2 separate regions of the Gossypium arboreum genome follow, and region 2 is linked to region 1. A link is a contact called in public Hi-C data. All regions are on one chromosome and are shown on one strand. The core of a region is the stretch at or near the end of the contact, and the rest is flanking DNA. Distances in the headings are between cores, read along the strand shown.

Region 1 (4,617 bases), core at 999-3,498:
TGTCTTGAGCATTGAAGCGAATGACTCTTAGAAGATAAGAATATAGATGTGATTGATTAGACTGATAGTACATCAGACAGGACCCAAGTAGAATAGATCCTAGATCTGTTTATGGATTTATTCACTTATGACGTTCATAGTGTGACACACCTTAATCTTAAGTGGATGATAGGCTATGTATGTGTGACTCATATACTCTGATGTAAGTAAAAACCCGAGTTCAAATAGATAATAAACCAAAAGTTGATGCATTGGTTATATGACTTCTGCCGTATGTAGACTCATTTAAATAGTGAAATTCGTAACCTAACTAATAAGTAAATGACATCATCTTATCCGTATTACATGATAGGTGAAATATAAAAGCAACCATGAGTCGTTTGTCTTTATAATAAATGACTTAATTACTATCTTATAGTAATTGACTTTTCATGAAGGAAAATATAATGATTACCATTAGATAAAATAGGATCATATTGGGAGAACGAAGTTATCCCAAAGAGATTAAGAATATCCTATGAGGGTAACACACTTATGATAGTGTCATTAGATGAACACTTATTAAGTAGTTTTTATAATGGTATGTAATTATAGAGAGCTCAATCACGATACTATAGTAGAATGACTTCATAACTAAATAAGTTCATAATTAATAGGCAAAAGGCTAAAACTTAATTATGAATTATTTGGGCCCTAATTATATATGTCCAATTGATCTTTTTGTTAGCTCATTGAATCCAGAAATGAATTGCATCTAGAACCAAATGACAAAAATGAATGAAAATAATGAATTTAGAGAAATAAATCACATTCACGAACATGTTTTCTCACTAAGTATAGAAATGACTTAGAATTAATTTAAGATTTTTAAATTATTATTTAATTAATTATAATTAAATAACAAGTTCAAATATGAAATTAAATTAATTAATCATTACGAATTCGTTGAATAAGAAAATTAAATTATAAAGTTATAGATGAAAAGCCCAATAAACATATATAATTGGACCATTCTTTGAGATAATTAATTTGCAAAGACCATAAATAGAAGATCCGAAGTTCCACTTAAAGAGACTTTTTCTGATTTTTTGGGCAAACTGAATATGCTAAAAACTTTCTTGCAACATGTAACTCTCATTTGTTTTAGACCCTCCATCACCACTACATGACACAACACTTATTTTCCAAAATCTACTCTAATTTTCCTCTCTATCAAAACATCTCGTTTTATTATATTGTAACATCTCCTTAACTAAACAAAAGAACGCTTTATACAAAGAAAATTGTTAAAAAAGTAGCGAGTACAATGAATTGAGCTCATTTATTGGGATGGATTCCATAGAATTATCATTCTGTAACACTTCAAAAGTATAGTACAACAGCTAAGTACGAGTTCTCTAAGGGAAATCCTTTGATGCTTTCCTGCATATGAAGGCAATGCACTTGCAAAGCACGTAGGCCAACTACCAAATGCTAAATTATTGAAACCTAGAAAAAGACCAACATCTTCAGACCAGGCTATGTACAAACAAGTGTGTAATGACACTCTCGAGGAAACAAACCTTCAACCCAACTCGCTGCTGCATATGGGTGGAGGAAATATGATGCAAAGCTGCAATTGGTGTACAGAAAACTATTGTTAAATATAATACAGATAGGAATCTTGATCTTCAACCCTGCATCTATACGATTCATGATAAAAGTATTATTACGGTAGACGAAGATGATATTATCATCCCATACATGCGGACATTACTCTTATATTAGAAAGTTCCATCTTTCATCTTCAATTATTATGAAAGCATAAGGAGTACATGTAAAACATGTCAATGCAGTATTGAATTGAGTTAGTCTTTTTAAACGCATAGCAAACAGCTCATGCCTGCAAACCGTAATCTAAGTTGTTTCTTCGATTCTGTTCTTTTCTCAACCGTAATCAGCTACATCAATCTCTCCAAGGTAAAGAAAACTTGCCTTCATTATAATCAACGAGGTAGCATAAACAATGACACAACTGAACACATAGAAATTAAAACTCTCTCTTTTGGTTTCTCCTCTTTGAAAATGGAAGAAATCTTCTTGTCGCTGTTATTTGCGAGGCCAGACGTGTTTGCAGAGCTCTAGTTTCGTCTGCTGAAAATACGCTAACAGAAGAGCACTTCGCGTATTGAAGGTTTTGGTTCTTTTCTGTAAGTCGTTTTATCCTATACGCTTTGCCGTTTCACAATATTTTCGCCTCTATTTTTTTTGCGGCTTTTATTTAGAGCTAATAATTTCACCGCCACACATTGATGACTGATGATTCACATCAATTGCCCACCAAAATCCAGAAACCCCCAAAGCCTCAATCCCATAAATAGCCTTCAAAATCCATCCTTCCCTCAATCTCGAATGCCTTCATTTCTCTCCAAATCCTTCCTCCGCTTGCCCCCTAAATCCCTTCTTTTTACCATGTCCACTGTCGCAGCAGCCAAATCCCGCCTCCGCGGCGTCGTTTTCGATATGGATGGCACCCTCACCGTCCCTGTCATCGACTTCGCCGCAATGTATAAGGCTGTCCTCGGAGACGTCGAGTACAAGCGAATCAAAGCTGAAAACCCCTCTGGGATTGATATCTTGCACCACATTGAGAGTTGGACTGCCGAAAAGCAGCAAGAAGCTTACAAGATTATTGCTGATTTCGAAAAACAGGGCCTTGATCGCCTCCAAATCATGCCTGGTTAGTTTTTGGTGGCTGTTAAAGTGAAAGGAAAATGTCAGGTTCATGTTAATTATTATTTGATTTTGTTTGATGATTTGATTCTGTCGCTTTCAAGTTCAATTTTCAAGTTATATGCTTGAATAGCATTAAAATGCAAGGATACCCTTTTGAAGAGGAAATCTGCTTCTTTCGTACATATTCGAATACATATACACAATTTTGTTAATATATAATATTTTTTTGAACATATGGAAACATTTAAAAAGTAAACAAGGATACCCATTTTTATTTTGAACTCATCCTTGTTTGACAATCAATCTGAGTCCATGTAATATGGATATGCCGTTTGGTTTCTTGTTTTGTGTTTCATTGAATTAGTTGGTATCAATTATAGAACATGAATATTTGTCCATTATTATTTGGAAAATGTACTTATGTTTGTGGGGTTTAAAGTAAAATTAGCTGATGGATTGTTCAGTTGCAGAGTGTTGAAATTCATGTATCCTTCAAGAAGATTAAAGAAGACTGAAAGAATGTCAATGGAGAGAATTGTACTCTGAATTTTATTGATGAAATCTGAAAAACTTGCTTTTCTTTTCATCACTCAATGTATTTGTGAACACAACAATTAAAAAAACTGTGAAAAACTTGGGTTTAAGAATATCATTAGCTAGCAAGTTCATATGCTTTGTTTTTGGGCAAATGTAGATATCTTTCATAGTTTCCCAATAGTTACAAGATAGCAAACATTTTGGAGTATTTTCATGGGGTTTCCATTGATTTATTTTCATTTGATGTTTGTCTTGGATTTTGCCTTTGTGCTTGCTGGGGCTCTCTCCTTTTAAGTTTAGATTTAGCAACCGCAGTTCTCTATCTTTCAGCTGAAGAGCTTCATTTATTTTCCATTTTACATGCTAACCAATTTAAGCTTGTGACATTTGGTTGATAATGTTGCAGGTGCAGCTGAACTCTGTGGTTTTCTTGATGCAAAGAAAATACGGTCAATTTTTGCTCCTACAATTATCTATTTTTCATATTAAGATACCTATTGGTATTATAGTTATTGCCTCGCACCAAATCACTGAGCTTCCATGTATGCTCCATGTGTCTTGACTATTTGGCTCTCTATTATTTGGACTTAGGTACGAGTGCCGGATACAAGTATGTATCCAACATGGGTATATTCTTCTTTTCTAAGATCCTCTGTGTGTTTGGAGGATTCTTAGATAATCGTATCTCCATATCCATGTCCAAGCACAAGTACTTAAAGAAAATTGAAGAGTTGAAACACCATAGGTTGGACCAACTACTATAGCTATAAATAACAACTTGCTTTGCTGTGTTTCATTTTTCTGTAGTACTTAGGATTTTAATCTGTCAACCTTTCTTTTTTTCATGGTGGTGTTTCTAGATGCTAACCTTAGTTGCTTCCATTTATTTCAGAAGGGGACTAATCACTCGCAATGTCAAAGATGCAGTTGATCTGTTTCATCAACGATTCGGAGTAAGTTATGTGAAGCGTGAAACTGAACCATTCTGAGCTCTTTTTTGTTTGGTTAGATTGGGAGACAAATGAATATTAATCTAACATTGATAGTTTTCAGATGATGTTTTCTCCGGCACTCAGCCGAGAGTTTCGTCCTTATAAACCGAACCCTGCTCCTCTGCTGCATATATGTTCGACTTGGGACGTTCAACCAAATGAAGTGATGATGGTTGGTGATAGTCTTAAAGATGATGTGAGTGTTCTCTTCAAAAGCAAGGATACTAAATAATGAAGAGAAAACTGATTATCCATCTCATTTATCATCTTCATACGACATGTATTTGCAGGTGGCTTGTGGGAAAAATGCAGGAGCATTAACATGTTTGCTTGATGAAAATGGGAGATATGGCTCTCAAGACTTCGCCAACTT
Region 2 (4,617 bases), core at 1,303-3,802, 200 kb before region 1:
CTGCTCCGGTTGCTAAAGCAACTTGCTTCACTAGCTTCTCAGGTGCACACAAGGCATCTTGGGGCTGCTCATGATCCCGCATCTCTATGCAAGTGAAGTTGAAAACGGCACCATGACGTGCTAGCATTTGAGCGATCGGGAGGTAACCATCTCGGTACCTTGTGTTATAGTACCCTGCTGTGAGTTCAGGAGCATGGGATCGGGTTCCATAATGCCAGTGGATTCCCGCAACTTTCACTGAGATCTTCACACCTGCACCGTCAAAAATCGATGTTGCGGACGATAGAATTCTCTCCCCGTGATCTAACAGCATCTGAGAGTACCAGGTAAGGAAGAATTCACCATATGGAGTATTCCAACCACCACCTTCTTTCTTGAAAAAAGGCGTATCTTCTGGCCAATTGTTGTAGTGACCAGCATCAGTTGGGCCAGTGCTACCCCATTCTGGCTTACCCGCCGCTTCAGCTGCTGCTTTGAGGCTGCTAAGCATATACTGCATCAAATAACATCCATATTATTAACATCAAAACAGAACCTAATCTGAAATAGAGACAAGAGAGAGCAGTGCAATGTCAGGGTACCTTATCAAAACATTGGAAGGCTCCAATTCCAGGGAACTTCCATGTCCCATTCGCCTCCGGATACGAAGGGTACCGAAGCTCACCTGCCGGACCCATTCCGACTTGGATTTCCTGTAGTGAAAAACAACGGTAATTCCTTAGCAGTTGAATTCTTCCAAGAGGATGAGACAAAATGGGATCAACAATTACTAGTAAATTAGAAGAATTACCACAATGGTATCACCAAGGAGGTGTTTGAAATTGTCCCTAAAGGCACGCATGAAATCAGCATAACACTGAACAGGCGTACGGCCTTTCAAGACAGGAAGGGTATCGCAACCAAGTGAAAGGTATTCGTAGTTCCTTCTTCCCCATTGATCAGTGTATGCGAGGTCTGGGTCCTTCTCGATCTCCTCTGTAACCCACTTGGGCAAAGGAATACTGTACAAAAACAACCATATTTTTTCCTTTAAAAGAGTATCTCCATAACATCAAATCAATACATCCCAGTATTTGATTCAATAAAAATTTAGATAAATAATACAGGATTTGGACCACCGTATGGGGGCTTATGAAAATTTCCATACAAACCCCATATTCTCTGCCTGGAGAGATGGAGAGAAATGAAAGCTACCACCGTACCCTCCGTGAAAATGGGTCCTTATCCTTCGTAAAAAAAAATTTTTCTGATTCATGAACTTTTAAAATAGGTTCTGAAAATTTATTTCCATATCTATCTCCAAATTTAATTTCTTTCGGTCCCCTTTTTACCCCACTTTTGTAAAAAGATGCAATGAAAGCTTACGTTATCCCTTCATCTAAATTTTTTTTTAAAAACGTTGGTTCATCTGATTGTCTCTTTCAAATTCAAAAAAAAGCAAATGATTGACTTGGAATCAATAATTAATCAAACGTGTAAACTTTTCTTTCTTCTTGATTTTCAAAAAGGTATCCCATCCCCACAAAAATTAATTTAAAATTACTATTTTTTAAATAAAATTTTCATAAGCTGAGTAACGGGATCTTGAAGAAAAAGAAGGGTTTAAATTTTAAAAGTTAAACAGTAAAGAGAGGTAAGGAGGAGATACGAACGTGCAAGAGTCACCGACGTTGCCGCCACACTGATGGAATGACATGACAGCCTGGACTTTAAGGCCATGCTTCTTAGCCATCTCGAGAAGCTCGGCGTAGCCACCCCAATTGTAAGCACCCGGCGCTTCCCTCTCCACCAGCCCCCACCAAACGTCAATCATTATCCCCTCCACTCCCGCGCTTTTCAGCGCGTGGAGACTCGCATTCATCGCCTTCTTTCTATTCACCGTATTCCCGTTCGTCACGCTATCCAACGGCATCATCACGTAAACCGGAACCCCTTTCTTCTCCTCTTTCTTCCCTCCCTCCTTCCACGCCACCGACGCCGATGACTCCTCAGCCGTCTCCAGCGGTGATAACGTCCCGTAGGCCTGGCAAGCGGCGGACAGATCCGGACGCAGCGACGGACTCATCATAGCCGACCTGTTTGCCGCGCTTCGCGGCGTCAGCGGTGGAGTTAACATTGGAGGGGACAGAGCTTCTCCTGGGGCGTTGCATCGGAGATTCGCCAATGGAACTTTCCGAACTCCCGACACATTAGCCGTCGCTGAGGATGATTGTTCTCCGGTAGTGACTTCAGCTGCAATTTGTGTCCCGGCTAGAGATCCAATCTGATGCGCCAAATTCAACGCCATTTTCTATTTATTCGAATTGTTTGGCTTTTCCGATTACCTGTCAGAGATGAGAAGAAAAAAGGAAATGAATCTTACACCCTTTTCTTTTTTGTTTTGCGTAAATTTATTCAGTTGGGGATGTTTCCGACTTTGAATGTGAGCTGAGGCTTGAAGGTGTTGTGAGATGAAGTATTTATAGAAACGAAATTTAAAGAAGGGGCGATCCAGGAGGCAACGGCTACGATTGCTGGACTCACGTGAGAATGGACGGTTAGATTAAATAAGTGTCGTGAACGCGTTTTTTTGGAGTGAGGGACTAAAAAATAGGATAGCGAAAGAGATAGAGGCACGTGTTTATAAGGGAACATTCACGTGTCCGATCCTTTCGGCTTAAGACATAGGATAAGAGGATTTAGTGTTTTGTTTCTAAGGCTACTTAGACGTCCACGCAAGGGGCAGGCAGGGGGACAGGTGGATGGTTTTGAGGGGCGGTAGGACGGCAGATAATGCCACCTTCTGTTGGTTTAAGACACATAGGGTCCGTAATATCGGGTGATTCAGCATAAATCAACGGTAGAAACCGAATTTAGGGTCTGGCCCGATATCATATGATTGGGAATTGGTGGCTCTGATTCACTTTTGATTCTTGTGTGGACCACCCTTGAATCTTGGATACATTATGGGGACTGCTGCCAACTTCTTCCTTAAGATTTGTGAAGAGAAAACGACCTATACCCCATAAATTTGAACTGCGTAGGAAACAGCATAGATAAGATAGTAATTAAAATTTAGAATATTTGAGAATTAAATTTTTATATCGGTGTAATTTTTTTTTAATTCACATAATCATCCTTTAACATTACAAAAAAAAAATCATTTTATCATTTTATCATTTTATCTTTTATTTAACTTTTCACCTTTTCTAGACCAAGCTAGAAAATTTTAAAATGATAAAATTAAATTATAATTTTACGATAATAAAAATATTATTTTATTATTTTAATAGTTTATATTTTTATAATTTTAAAAATTAAATTAAATTGTTATCATTTTAGGAAACTAAATTACAATTTTACCTTTATTAATTTAAATTAAAATTTTATAGGGCCTTAGTAGAAAATTTTTCATTTTAGGAGGTTAAGGCCCTCGCCAAATTTCCTAGTTATGCCCTTGTTCTAGCTTTTAAATTTGTATTTATTTTTTAAAATAAAGTCATCTCAAAATAGATTGAAAAATTAACATTTGTAACTTTGTTAACGTAGCATACACCTAGATTGCCATGTGGATGACATGTCAGCATTAAATTAATTTTTTAAAAATTTTAAAAATTTTAAAAATTATTTCTAAAATTAAATGGTTAAAAATATAAAAAATATAATTCTTTTTATGTTTTAATTTTTAAAAAAATTAATTAAATATTGGCATGTTATCCACGTGGCAATCCACGTGTATGCCACATTAGCAAAGTTAACAAATATTAACTTTTTCACCTATTTTTGGGTGATTTGATAAAAAATATAAATTTAAGGACTAAAAGACGAAAAATAAATAGAGGGTCAAAATTATTTTTTTGGAAAACTAGAGAGTCAAAAAATCATTATATCTTTTAATTATATAAATTGGATTAAGGATATCGACAAAACTCGTTGGAACCTCAATTATTGTAATAATTTAGATATTTGAGTTTGAATGTAAATTTGTTTAAGGATTAGAAGTTATGAATAGTAGATTTGTTTAAGGATTAGATTATTCATTCAAACTCGGATATACACCGAGAAATTTAGAATGTTTAGATAATAATATTAGGCCCAAAATAAGTTTAAATAGATGTAGGTTTGAATATTGGAGATTATATTTTTAAGAGGATAACTATAAACTCTAAACATTGATTGTAAAATGAAAATGAAATATACTAAAAAAGTGATATAAATATTTTTTAAAAAAGTTTGAAAAATATAGTAGCTTAAAATGGATTTGGTCAACCATTTGCAAATATGAGATATTTGGATAAAATTTTGAATATATATTTCAACTCAAGCTGGACTGAGCTTGTACAAATATAAAGTCTACTAATATTCTATTTAAATCCAGCCCGGATGACTCATGAATGCATCTAACGAATAGTTTAAAATTAAAAATAATAGTTTTCATGTTTTTTTCCTCTTTTAAAATTTATGGAAATATATATTATTTAGGCAATGTTTGATAGATTGAAAAACTAAACACTAAAAAATTAAGTGTTGAATTTAAGTTATAAAATTTGTTTGATATATTAGTTAAATTTAAATATTGAGTATAATTAGATTGTTTGATAAAAGATAATACAATCTTTAATGAAATAGAATAAAATA

What was found. A called contact is a pair of places that touch in the nucleus more often than the background predicts.
Region 2: a contact with region 1 is called in a Hi-C map of leaf, with 2.6 times the contacts expected there. The contact joins the promoter of LOC108479687 here to the promoter of LOC108454605 in region 1. A contact is called at or near these places in 2 of 5 Hi-C or Micro-C datasets (both in leaf).

What each region holds. Positions count from the first base shown.
Region 1 is chr10:98,973,987-98,978,603 of ASM2569848v2, reverse strand. LOC108454605 (haloacid dehalogenase-like hydrolase domain-containing protein At2g33255) reads left to right here and starts at 2,248. Exons shown (of 5, transcript XM_017753119.2): 1 at 2,248-2,719; 2 at 3,659-3,701; 3 at 4,145-4,205; 4 at 4,306-4,440; 5 at 4,535-4,617. The coding sequence starts at 2,299.
Region 2 is chr10:99,174,655-99,179,271 of ASM2569848v2, reverse strand. LOC108479687 (beta-amylase 1, chloroplastic-like) reads right to left here and starts at 2,552. Exons shown (of 4, transcript XM_017782420.2): 1 at 1,653-2,552; 2 at 791-1,001; 3 at 582-692; 4 at 1-493. The coding sequence starts at 2,287.